Regions from separate parts of the Mus musculus genome. Here region 1 is linked to region 2. Evidence: chromatin contacts called from public promoter capture Hi-C data. All regions are on one chromosome and are shown on one strand. Each heading gives the region's core, a stretch centred on a gene start, on an enhancer-like site or on the middle of the called end of the contact. The rest is flanking DNA. Distances are from core to core; before and after follow the strand shown. Region 1 holds the start of Slc6a17 (solute carrier family 6 (neurotransmitter transporter), member 17). Region 2 holds the start of Kcnd3os (potassium voltage-gated channel, Shal-related family, member 3, opposite strand).

What was found. Capture Hi-C pulls out chosen DNA fragments and counts their contacts.
Region 1: a contact with region 2 is called in a promoter capture Hi-C map of adipose tissue, with 5 times the contacts expected there. The contact joins the promoter of Slc6a17 here to the promoter of Kcnd3os in region 2. A contact is called at or near these places in 1 of 39 promoter capture datasets (the C10 cell line), 1 of 484 Hi-C or Micro-C datasets (embryonic stem cells) and 1 of 9 other capture datasets (adipose tissue).

The regions. Positions count from the first base shown.
Region 1 is chr3:107,516,059-107,521,419 of GRCm38.p6, reverse strand. Slc6a17 (solute carrier family 6 (neurotransmitter transporter), member 17) reads left to right here and starts at 3,402. Exons shown (of 12, transcript NM_001293689.1): 1 at 3,402-3,814.
Region 2 is chr3:105,449,247-105,454,912 of GRCm38.p6, reverse strand. It overlaps Kcnd3os (potassium voltage-gated channel, Shal-related family, member 3, opposite strand), which reads left to right and starts at 1,958. Exons shown (of 4, transcript NR_040759.1): 1 at 1,958-2,360; 2 at 3,243-3,398; 3 at 3,485-3,784. Kcnd3 (potassium voltage-gated channel, Shal-related family, member 3) reads right to left here and starts at 3,023. Exons shown (of 8, transcript NM_019931.2): 1 at 2,196-3,023.

The sequences.
Region 1 (5,361 bases), core at 2,153-4,652, 2.1 Mb before region 2:
CCCATTGTGTTTTGAGGATAGACATGATCTCTGCCTTTATGGAGCTTCCAGGTCAGCCAAGGAGACCATTCTCAAGAAACCAGTCACATCTTTAAACACCTAACCATTGTTGTAAGAAAGGCTACAAAGGGGTATCCACCTGAGGGGTTAGCATTACTCTCCTCCATGGTCAGAAAGATATGGGTGAATGGCCAGGAAACGAAGGAAGAGGAGGAGGGGCCAGCAGATGGGCCTGAAGTTTGAGCCAGGAAAGCGTAGGAAGAGTAGAGAGAAGGCTACTGGAGCAAGTGGGCTGCAGAAAAGCCAGAGAGGGAGGAGTGATGGATGAGAGTGGAGACGAGAAAGGGCTCCGAGGCACTGTGGGCTTGAGAAGGGTGCCGTTACATCTTCACTTCTAAAGACTCCTCTTGAAAGGAGAAAAGGGGTGAATCTGGGTCTGAGTCAGGAGACTATGAGTGTCCAGGTGAGTGGTGGTTATAGTTTAGACCAAGATCATGACAGAATTAAAGAGAAGTGGCCAGATGCTAGAGGCACTTAGTAGCTAAGACCTCCAGGATTTAATGTGGATATCACGAAGGGATAAGGAGGAGGTGGGTTGCAAGGTGACAGATGGGTTTCTGACATGGAGAGTTGGATATGGGGCAGTAGGCACAAAGTTGACTGTTTTTCAGGACGTGGGGGTGGGGGTGGTCTCTGAATAAGGACATCTGCCTGGAAATGTAAAGAATTGAGTGCGCCACACTCAGGAAACTCTAGAATGAATATACCAGCAACAGAGAAACAACGCAGAGTGACAAAAGGACCAAGTAGAATTCAGTCTATAAAGATTAGCAGGAGAATGGGGGAGGGGGGTGGCCAGAGGTCAGAGGGACATAAGGAGTGGGGACATAATGAAGGAGAGGGGTCCAAGAATGTACTAGAGAATGGTCAATAAAACAAGGACTGGAAAATGCCCTGTGGATTTAGTCAGTCAGAGGCCATTGATGGGATCCATCTTGACTTCAGGACAGAGGAGAGTTGGCTATGGAGTGAGGGGAAGAGGAGGAAATGGGGACAGAGAACTTGGAAGAAGAAAGTTGAGCCACTTTTAAAGGAGATATTTGAACATGCTTAAAAGCTGCCGAGAAAGACACAGTGGCAGGAGAGTCTAGCATGTTTAAGGTTGACTCAGGCTGTCAAGAAGCTGTGGGCCATGGGACCCAGGGGCTAAGAAGGGCTTGGATTCTGACAGCAGGGAAGGCTCCCCTGCTCTCCCAGGGATGGGAGGGAGGAAAGGAGTGTAGCTGCTCTGAGGACCAAGGCGGTTTCTGAAAGACCAGGGAGGCAATGGGTAGACACAGGATGGTTAAGAGAATAGAAACTTGAGGAGGCCTTAATTGAGGAGAGGAATTGATGGCTCATAAAGCCACATAGAGGCACTGGGAATCAAGAAGCCCACCCAAGGCTGGCGACCGAGAAGGTAGAGGGAGATGGTGACTTCACGCTCCCCCCTCCGCACCCCCCCCCACCGAGAACTTTGCATGAAGAAACCAGGTATTGAGCCTATTCAGGATTAAGGTTGTCAGCAAGTGGCTATGATGAGACAAGGGACTTCTATCTGATATATATACTTACCTTCTTCCCCAAATTTCTTCTTCCTAGGTGTTTTGTTTTTGTTTTTGTTTTTTTGTTTAGTTTAGTGACAATACAGTCACCCAATAATTGCCATTTATCAAGCACATGTGACATCAAATAATTTAAAATAATCATCTTATGTGATCATAACAGCAACTGTATAGGATTGCATTTTCTTACAGTATGCACCGTTAGGCTCATTAGGTTATAAATCCTACTCAGGGTATGTAAGTGATGACAATCTAGATTAAAAAAACTTAGGCTCACTGGGCTCAAAAGTTCTTTGCAATCATTACACAAACTCTAAAACTCCTTTCCTTAAAACCACCTTTATCTGAGGTTCTCCTTCCTCTCGCCCCCTCTCTGCATCTCAGTTGTCTCACTGGGTTTGTTCACCTCCTCCACACCTCTTACATTACTCACTTCTTCCTTCGGTGTACCTCCATCCTGCTGATTTCCTGGTTAAGTCCACCAGAACATATGTTCTGTGAGGGCAGGGATCATGATGGGTCTTCCCTGTAACATCCATAGGACTGCAACAGTGCTCAGCAAACAATAGACTTGCTAAATACTTGTTAACTAAAAGAACCATCTATTGGCAGAGATCATTCTCAATGGGTATCTTTCATGTCCAGATGTCTCACGGGCCAAGGAACTGATGTTTTTTTTTTGTTCCAGTAAGGACTGGAGGATCTTTGCACAGTAAACTGGTGGATCTTTGCATAGCGATCTGCTTCAGAGAACAGAGAAGGTGGAGGGAAGTGTTGTTTGCTGTTCATTATGATAAAAATTCTGTAGGGGCAAATCACCTGTGAGTTTTCTTAGAGTCCACTATAAAACATTTAGGCTTCCCTAAACTTGAAGCCCTCCCACAGGACTTGAGAAACTGATCCGAATCTGAATCATTTCACTTGCAATACATGTGCTTTGTTTCTGGCCCCTGGGCTTCTGTGTCTTCAGTCATCATCCATAAATCGGTGGCCAGCCAGCTAGTTAGACTGAAGTACAGACTATCCCAGTACTTGCTTCTGGTCTCCATCATGATCTCACTTCCTCCACCCCTTCCAAACAGGTACTTGTTTGGAAATACCAAAGGTCCTCTAGAGCAGAGACAATTATTTCAGACTCCCGAACAGCACTTCTAGCCAGACAGGCCCTGTCACTTTTTGTCATTCGCCAGCTGTTTCTGCTCAGGCAACCACTTGTATGCACATAGTCTACACTTTTGCATTCACCCTGAGCAAATAAATACATTCCCTCCACAATGGCTGCCTTTCCTCATTTTGTCTACGTATCCCTTGGGGCCAGCATCCTTCAACACCTGTTTGGTACCCAGTCACAATTTCCCTCTCTCTTACTGCCCTCACTAGACTCATCTGTCAGGTTTTTGAGTTGTGTAGAGGTTGGCCTTGTGGGGTGATAGGATGGAAGAATGCCAGGGGGAAGGGGCAGCCAAAGGTGGGAATCGAGGCACCATCCACGTAGAGATGGAAAGAATAACCACTGAGTGGGACTGGAATCCTGAGAGGGTCAAAAGAAGGTGAGTCTGTAATGACAGGTGAGGTCCTCGGCTCAGGAGGCCTTTGGCCATGGCAGTTTATTTTCCTGAGAGCAGATGCCTAAAGAGAGCCTTCGGATCTCAAGAGGCTTCTTTCGGCAACCCCTCTCCTGCTCCCTACCCACCACTCTGTTTGGGTCCGCCATCAGAGCCTCGCACGCAGCCGGGGAGCCTCGCATTGACGCGGGCCCGCGCGTGAGTCAAGCCTGCGTCACGGCGCCCCGCCGCCAGGGTGGCCTTTCGGAAAGCGAGGGAACAGCGCGCGCCGCGCTCCGCCCAGCTCCGTTCCGCTCCGCAGAGCCGACGCGGACCGGGCACGGGGACGACGGCACTCGGCCGGGGCCTTCGCAGCCACGCGCTCCCTCCGCGGCGGGATCTGAGCCCCGGGGCGGCTCCCTAGAGCCCCGAGCGAGCGGAGGGCGGGAGCAGGGTTGGGACTCACGGCGACGGAGGGAGCGACAAGCCAGCTGAGTCGCGTGCGCCGGCGCGCGCAGCTCCAGGTCCCCCAGCCCCAGCTGGGGCCTGTCGCTGCCTGACTCCCCTTGCCCTCGGGAAGGACGGTGCACCCACGACCCGTCCGGGACCACGGCCACTCGGCGGAAATCCAGGGGCCGAGTCCGCGCGACGGCCCACGCGGGACAGGTGAGTCGCTGTTTGCTCCCCGAATGGCATCCCTGGGACAGCCACGGCAACTTTGCTTGCGCGGCCCCGCCTCAGCCTGAAAGGCCTGAAAGCGTGCAAGGCGGCGCTTTCTCTGGGTCCACACGACCTGCGCTGGCTCAGGGGCTCCTCCTGCCGCTCCAGCCATCGTTGCCTGGCGACGGAGGCCCGGGGCGGCGACGTTCTGGCGCGTCAAGGGTGCACGGCAGCTCCTGCACAGGTTGGACTTGAGCTTCAGCTTCTGGAGCTCAGGATGCCCCAGAACTCCGGAGGTAACAGGACAGCTGAAGAGGCGAGCACTAATGAAGAGCCAGCGAGGCCAGCTCGGTGGGTCCCTCCGCCTGGAGCGCGCCTAGGGCGCAGCCCCACGGGGAGGCTCCGGCGCTGCTGGAGACCCCAGCCTCAGACACTCGGCCACGGGCCCGTGACCTTGACGGTAACATTGGCTAGAGAAGCAGAACGTTCGCGCCCGAGATTTAATTCCCAGCCCTGGGGCTGCTCCTCAGTGAATTTGGGGCTAGAGTGGAAGAGCCCTTCCTCCCAGGAGGGAAGCACATCTGGGGACCGAAAGGCAGAGACAGGTGATGTGCACTGGGGGCCACAGTCTAGAGGGGCCAGCTGTCTGGAGAGAGGCCTCCGCCACATTTAAACCTGTGCAGACAGGGCTCTGAAGGGATGTTCGCAGTACGTCAGGACTGCTCCCCTAGGGGCGCGGCCGCCTGAGAAGGAAGCCTGATGCTTCATCCTCTTTAAAAGCCCAAACAGCTCTATCTTGTGTTCAAGTTCAATTTTGAGGCTACTCGGACCCAGTAGCAGTCAAGTGGGTTTTATTCTTTGAAAACTTCCCTCCCTCCCTCTCTTCACCCTCCCTCCCTCCTCCTTTCTCTCCCTCTGTCCTTTTCTCTTCCTCCTTAGAAATAGTTTAATGGGACATGTGAATTAGGAAATTTCTACTATGGGAGGCAGTTCAGTTGTGAACAAGAAGCAGGTTGGATTGGGTTGGGTTGAGTGGGGATGAAGAAGAAAGACTGTTATTGCCCTTTTAACAAAAAAACTGCCAGGGACTGAGAAAACCCTGCAATGGCTCCATAAAAAACGGTACCAAAACTTTAGTATCTATTTTGGTGGGCTATGTGGAGCTTAAACATCTTGCACCTCCCGCGGTTCTCACATTATACCATCTAGTAAGTTAGGTCCATCTCTTGGGAGAGAAGGACTTTCAGGTCACACCTGGTTGCCCTTGGCTGTGGACAAGGCCATCAGAGGTTTTAGCTCCTGTGTTCCCTTTTCCTCTAATGGAGCAGCTGTGGCTAAGTAGGTGGTTGAGTCGAATAGAGAATTTCTGCAGCTTAGCCTTTGGTGACTCAGTGCAGGAGGGGAATCGTGCCCACCAGCTCTGATTGGAGTTGGCTTAGCCTGAGTCACACAGAGTCGTGTGTCAGCTGTTTGTGAGTTCCTTGGAGTTCTTTAGCAGGACTCGTGAGCTGGAATGGCCTGAGCTTGCAGGTAGTGTAGGGGTAGCCAAGTCT
Region 2 (5,666 bases), core at 709-3,208:
ACGTTAATCCTCTCCCTATCTATCCTAAAGTCTCTTGTCCCAAGGGCAAACTTTTACCCTGTACAATAATCCAGGGCAGTCTTTTTTCAAGAAGGCCCATGCAAGTACCAGATCATCTCCGGAGATTCAGAACCTATCGTTCAGGTTTAGAGTGCCAAGAAAATAGCAATTACCCCTTTACTGCTTTCTGTGCACATGTGCATATGTGCATACATGGACATACATGTACACACCTCGGTTTGGAAGAGGACTATCGTCTATCAGACAACAACCTCAAGTCCATACCAGCCACGCCCACCCAACAACCCTGCAGGGATGACCTGGCTTAAACAGGACTTTTACAGGTTCCTGCTGCAACACTCACCCCTAACAGCACCAGTGCCTCTCAGAGCTGGCCTGGGTATGAACCCTGCAACAGGCGCTATAGTGCGGCCCCATTTCCAGCCAATGGCACCGCATACGCCTCCCATACCACGGCTTTACTAGGACATGGGTGCTTTACAAATGAAAACTCTGAAGCTATTTTTGTTTGTGGCAAAAGAGTTTGACAGTAGGAAAGATTTGGCTGTGGGGTGAGGTAGGGATGCAGGAGGGAGAGAGATTAAAACCAGGTAAATGCAGAAATGACAAACATGAAAAAATCCTGAAAAAGAAAAAGAGAACACTTTCTCCTGCTGTAAAAAGTCAGCTGCCTGCTAAGCAACGTCTATTTTAGAAGCAGAGGGTCAAAAAAAAAAAAAAAAAAAAAGGCAGACCTCCTGTCCTGGGGGGTTGACACTTCCATTTCACCTGAACAGACACAAAGCAGAAAAACAAACAAAAAAAAAAAAGTCACATCACCAAGATCTGCCCTTCAATGACCTCGGAGGAGAGTCCTCAGAAATCAGAGCTGGTCTGGGGAACTGTTTCACGCCCCCAGGGAGTCTGTCCCGTGTCTGCGGGATTTTGTTGGGTATGAAATGAGCATGGGGGCCATGCTGGAGATCCCGTGGGGCACAGGCCTGGGACCTGCAGATCCTCTTCTTTACAGTGCCTCTCCTAGCTCCTAGGATGGCCAGTGCAGTTTCCCCAAACTCTTTCTCCAGCCTCCTCAACGGCAAAAGGAAGCCGCTGTTAATCGTTCTTCCTCTGGAGGTCCCTTGTGTACTTACGTCTTATAGCATTCAAGACGCAACATGGAAAAAAAATAAACACATCAGCTCCTTTCAGTGGGCCGGTATGTGTCCACATGGGGAAATGTACACACGCTTTGCATTGAATGAATGCCCAGAATCCCCCTTCCCCCCGCTTTCCGAGATTAAACCTTCAGGTTCCCTGGAAGTAACAGTAAATAAGGCATCGATTCAAGCATCACCTACATTCATGCATGACCACCCTGTAAAACCTGATTACTGATTGCATTGTGCCGCCTATCACCCCGTGAAAGTTCAGAGGCTCCGTCAAATACACGGAGACTTTCTTTGCCTTGATTTCAGGTCTGGAACCTCTCAGCCTGTTGCTGACTTATCAAGGCTGCCCGGGATAAAAGGAGAACAACGTGGGCTGAATTAAATGCCAGCACTAAGAAAGCACAGGAATCTAGTTGATTTCCAGGTAACTTCTCTGCCCATCCCTAGTGTAAACACTCTGTTAAAACAAATTTGAACCCCCTTCCCTATGGTCTCTCGGGACACTTATGGGACCTTTCCCGGGAAAGAAAAGATGTGCCAGGCAGGACGAGCTGGACCAGCCTCATCCTCTAACAGGCAAACACAGGCTCGCCTGGCTGGAGAACTTTGCAAAGCGCCCCAAACGGCTCCCAGCTTCCACTCTCAGCCATTTCTCTTCTCAGCTCACAAAGAGCGGGGACGGAGCAAACCGTCGCCACCTGCAGCCAGGTCCCGGGGCGCTGCTCCTGGCGCCCGGCGAGGGAAGGCAGGCCAATGGCAAGAGGGCAGAGGTTCACACCCCCACCCCCAAACCTCTCGGCGCCCCAGTGCCCGGAGGTGGCTCTGCAGCCCAGGGAACCGACGCCCCCAGGCCGGCTGCTTGCTCCCCCACGGCCCGGCCCCACCCCCAATCCTTCCGGCGCCCCAGCGCCCACCCACCCGGGCGCGGGAGTGGGAGGGTGCCGCGTGGGCAGCGGGAGCAACAGGCGTGGGAGCAGCGCTCCTCGCACTTGCTGTCTCTGGGAGGCTCGGTCGTTTCCCTCTTACCTTCGCCGAAGCCAGCCCCAGGCCCCGCGCCCCGCGCGCGCGAGGAAGCTGAGGCCAGGGGCCGCCGAGGCGCAGAGCGCCCAGCAGCGCGGGGAAGCGCCCAGCAGCCGCCGCTCGGGCGGCTCCTCCTCGCCGGCGAAGTCTCGCTCGTCCCTCCTTCACTCGGTCGGTTCGTGCGTCGGTCCGTCCGTGGGGCCGTTCCTCCCCCGCTGCCGCCGCCGCCGCCGCCGCCACCGCCACCGCCGCTCCAGCCCGGGCTTGGCAGCGTGTCCCCTCCCCGCCTAGCCGCTCCGCTCTCGGGCTCGTGAGCTCCGGTTCGCTCGTTCCCTGCCCCCGCCGCCGCTGATGCCGGGCAGAGCGGAGCCGGGCCGGCCACGGGCTGCCTCTCCCGAGGAGGCGGTGGGGGCGCGGCGCGGGCGGGGCGGAGAGGAGAGTCCGGGGGAGGCGGCGAGGCTGCGCCCTCCGCTCCCCACCGATCCCCACGGGCCGAGCGGCCCCAGGCCGGGCCCGAGAGAGCAGAGCGGCCAGGCTGCGGAGGGAGCGAGGAGGAGGACCCGGGAGCCTAGCCGCCGGAGGGTGCCCAGGGCGAGGGCGTGCGAGGGGGAGTGACTCTGCGCGAGGGTGTGTGTGTGTGTGTGTGTGTGTGTGTGTGTGTGTGTAGGGCGCGCGCGTGAGTGGGGGGGCTGCAGCGGGGGGGGGGAGGCGGGGAGACTAGGCAGAGCCTGGTGCGTCTCCCCAGGAGAGTGGAGGAATCCTAGGGTGTGCCTGGAGGTGGTAGTGGAGTGTGCGGACGCGAGTGTGAGCGCGTGTGCCGGCGAGGGTGGGCATGGGGCGAGCGTGGCAAGGTGAGCTTGGCTTGGGGGTGGGGGAGGAGCCGGGCGTGCGGCGTGATCGTGAGTTCGGGGGCGTGTGTGGCTGGGGACTTAGGAAGAGGTGGTAGGGAGCGCTGGCGTGTATGCGCGTGGGGTGTGTACACTTAACTGGCTGTCTGTTTCCCATTCACTGTCCACGCGGTAGAGCAACTAACTCCTCTCCTTGGTCACCTAGTGAGGTGCAGCTGGTCGCCGCGCAAGCTTACAGGCTGACCCTGAACAGTCAGGTGTGTTTGCCAAAGCTGGGAAGATCCCACGGAAGACAAACTGCCTTTATCTCCGCGTAAGAGCCACTGTCGTTCAGGAGTGACCTCTGACACATGGCCAGAAGGTCAGGATTCGCTCCAATACCCCACCACGAATACCCAGAATTAAGACTGGGGATTTAGGAACTCTCATTTCTCTATCTTTCCAAAGCGGGCCCAGGCCCTGGATCCTTTCCAGAGCCCAGAGTTATCTATTGCTTAGTACTCGGACCCAGCGTGAGGAGTGGGACAACCACGGGAGCATAGGATCCAGCTGAGAGTCCCAGGACCATCGCGGCAGCAGAGTAGAGCCCAGTCCTGGCTGCTAAGCCAAACCGTGGCCGGCTTTCCCTGTGTCTCCGGCCTGGGTGCTGGGACTCCCGAGCCTGGAGATCGCGAAGCAAGCAGCTTCGTGCCTCTGCCCGGACCGGAACGCCTTGGCTTGAGAGATGGCAGCTCTGAGTATGGAAAGGTGTGTGCTGAAACACAAAAGCAGAGGAAAGAGAAATGTGCGGAGAGGGTGAAGGCGTGAGTCAAGAATAGGGTTTCTGGTTTGTGGCAAACCGATCCTGTTCCAGAAGTGCAAGTCGAGGAGTAGTTATTGAGGTCTCAGCTACTCTGGGCCTCCAGTACTTCTGAGCTTCTTTTTCATAGGCTCACTTACCCTAACCAAAGCTCCTTTAAGTTTGTCAGTATGAAAGGTGTACAATTGGCCCTTCAAGAGGTGGGTGTGGACCCCATTAACATTTGCCCAGAGTCCAAGAACCCCGTGAGATTTGCATACTCATTTGCATACAGTACTAATGATTAACAACACTGCCACTCCCTGGCCAACCCTGGAAGAATTCAGGGAAGGCCCTGGCGAGGATTCTCCCTCCCTCCTCTATTTGGGAGAGGTTTTTGTTGTTGTTGCTACTGCTAGTGGTGGTGGGGTTTTGTTTTGTTTTTTTGTTTTTTAAATCTCAGTTGAATTGACTCCTGAGAGAAGGTTCTCTGTCTCTGAGAAGCCTGGTCCCAGTAGTGACATTTTCCTTTGATCTAACACCTTCTGTCCAGTTTTGGAGCAGTGAAAATATAATATCTTATTTCTGTCGAAGTTTGAATTTCCTGTACGGCATTGCCATTGTTCAGCAACATAAAGGTACTTCCAGGATCGAGCCCCCCAAACTGTCAGGGAGGGAACACCACTAGACTCTTGGAGTGGTCTACTAATGTGACAGCTTGTGGTCTCTGGGACTTTGTAAGCCATTTGTGGAGACAGGACACTCACACCCTGCCCCACATCCTCCAATCCCGATCCTCAGATGCTCATACTTGGCAATCTAAGTGCAGTGCCTGTGAACTGCTCTCTCTCTCTCTTTCTCTCTCTCTCTCTCTCTCTCTCTCTCTTTTTTTTTTTTTTTTTGTCTCCAGTATCTCAAGAAAAGTAAGGGAGACTTGGATTTCTAGTTCAGGCCACTGTGGGTTTTGTTTACAGTTCTCCTTGAGGCTGGATGGTGAGGAGAAAGAAGGTACCTGGCTTAGGTTCAAGCCACTGGAGGAGACACTGTCCAGGAGATGCTGGGTACCCTCCATTTCCTCCTAGAATCTCCCTAGCCATGCCTGTTGACTCCTTCCCCCCTCTGCCTCTGGACCAGCCTGGCCGGGATTTTTCACTTGCTTTTCCCCCATGACGCGGCCGCTTTTCCTTTAACTCTCAGCTTCTATTTAAAAAGCTAATTTGGGAGCCTGTCGATGCTCCCAATTCAGACATTTTAAATAGGAACTGAAAGTCAGGAACTGCCAGGGCAGTAGGTTTCCTCCTCTTACCACTGACAGGGCTCAAGTGTTGGTTCAGTCACTCCAGCCCCAGTGTGTATGTGTGTTCTGCAAGCTCAGAGTGTATTTCAGGTTATCTTTTCCATTTAAAGACAATGCTCCTATGGGAGATTGCATGTGTGTGTCTGTGTCCTTTCCAAGCTGTGCACACGTAAGGATTCTTCCTTGGTCCCGAGGCTCTGGTGGTGTCTGTCGCCATGTGGACTGTGAGAGAAAAGAGCAGCATAGCTTATAGTCTGCTCCCTCTTGGCTGTTGTTGCCTGCGCTGTTCTTTCTAGCGCTGTTGAACTCAGGCTTGCTCTTTGAAGCTTGCCTAGGTATCCTAAAGGCTCGCTCTAGCCCTCACTTCTTGTGGCTGTCCTACTTCGATTGTTTGTCCCCGTGCTGGGCAACTATTTTGAAGTTGGGACTTTTCTGAGGGTTGCAAGCTTTCTACATTGAGAATCTCATGTACCTTGAAGGGGTAAAACATACTTTGAGGTCAGAGTGATTCAATCTGTCTCTGGCTGTTACTAGGTTTGAGCCTGTCTCTGGCT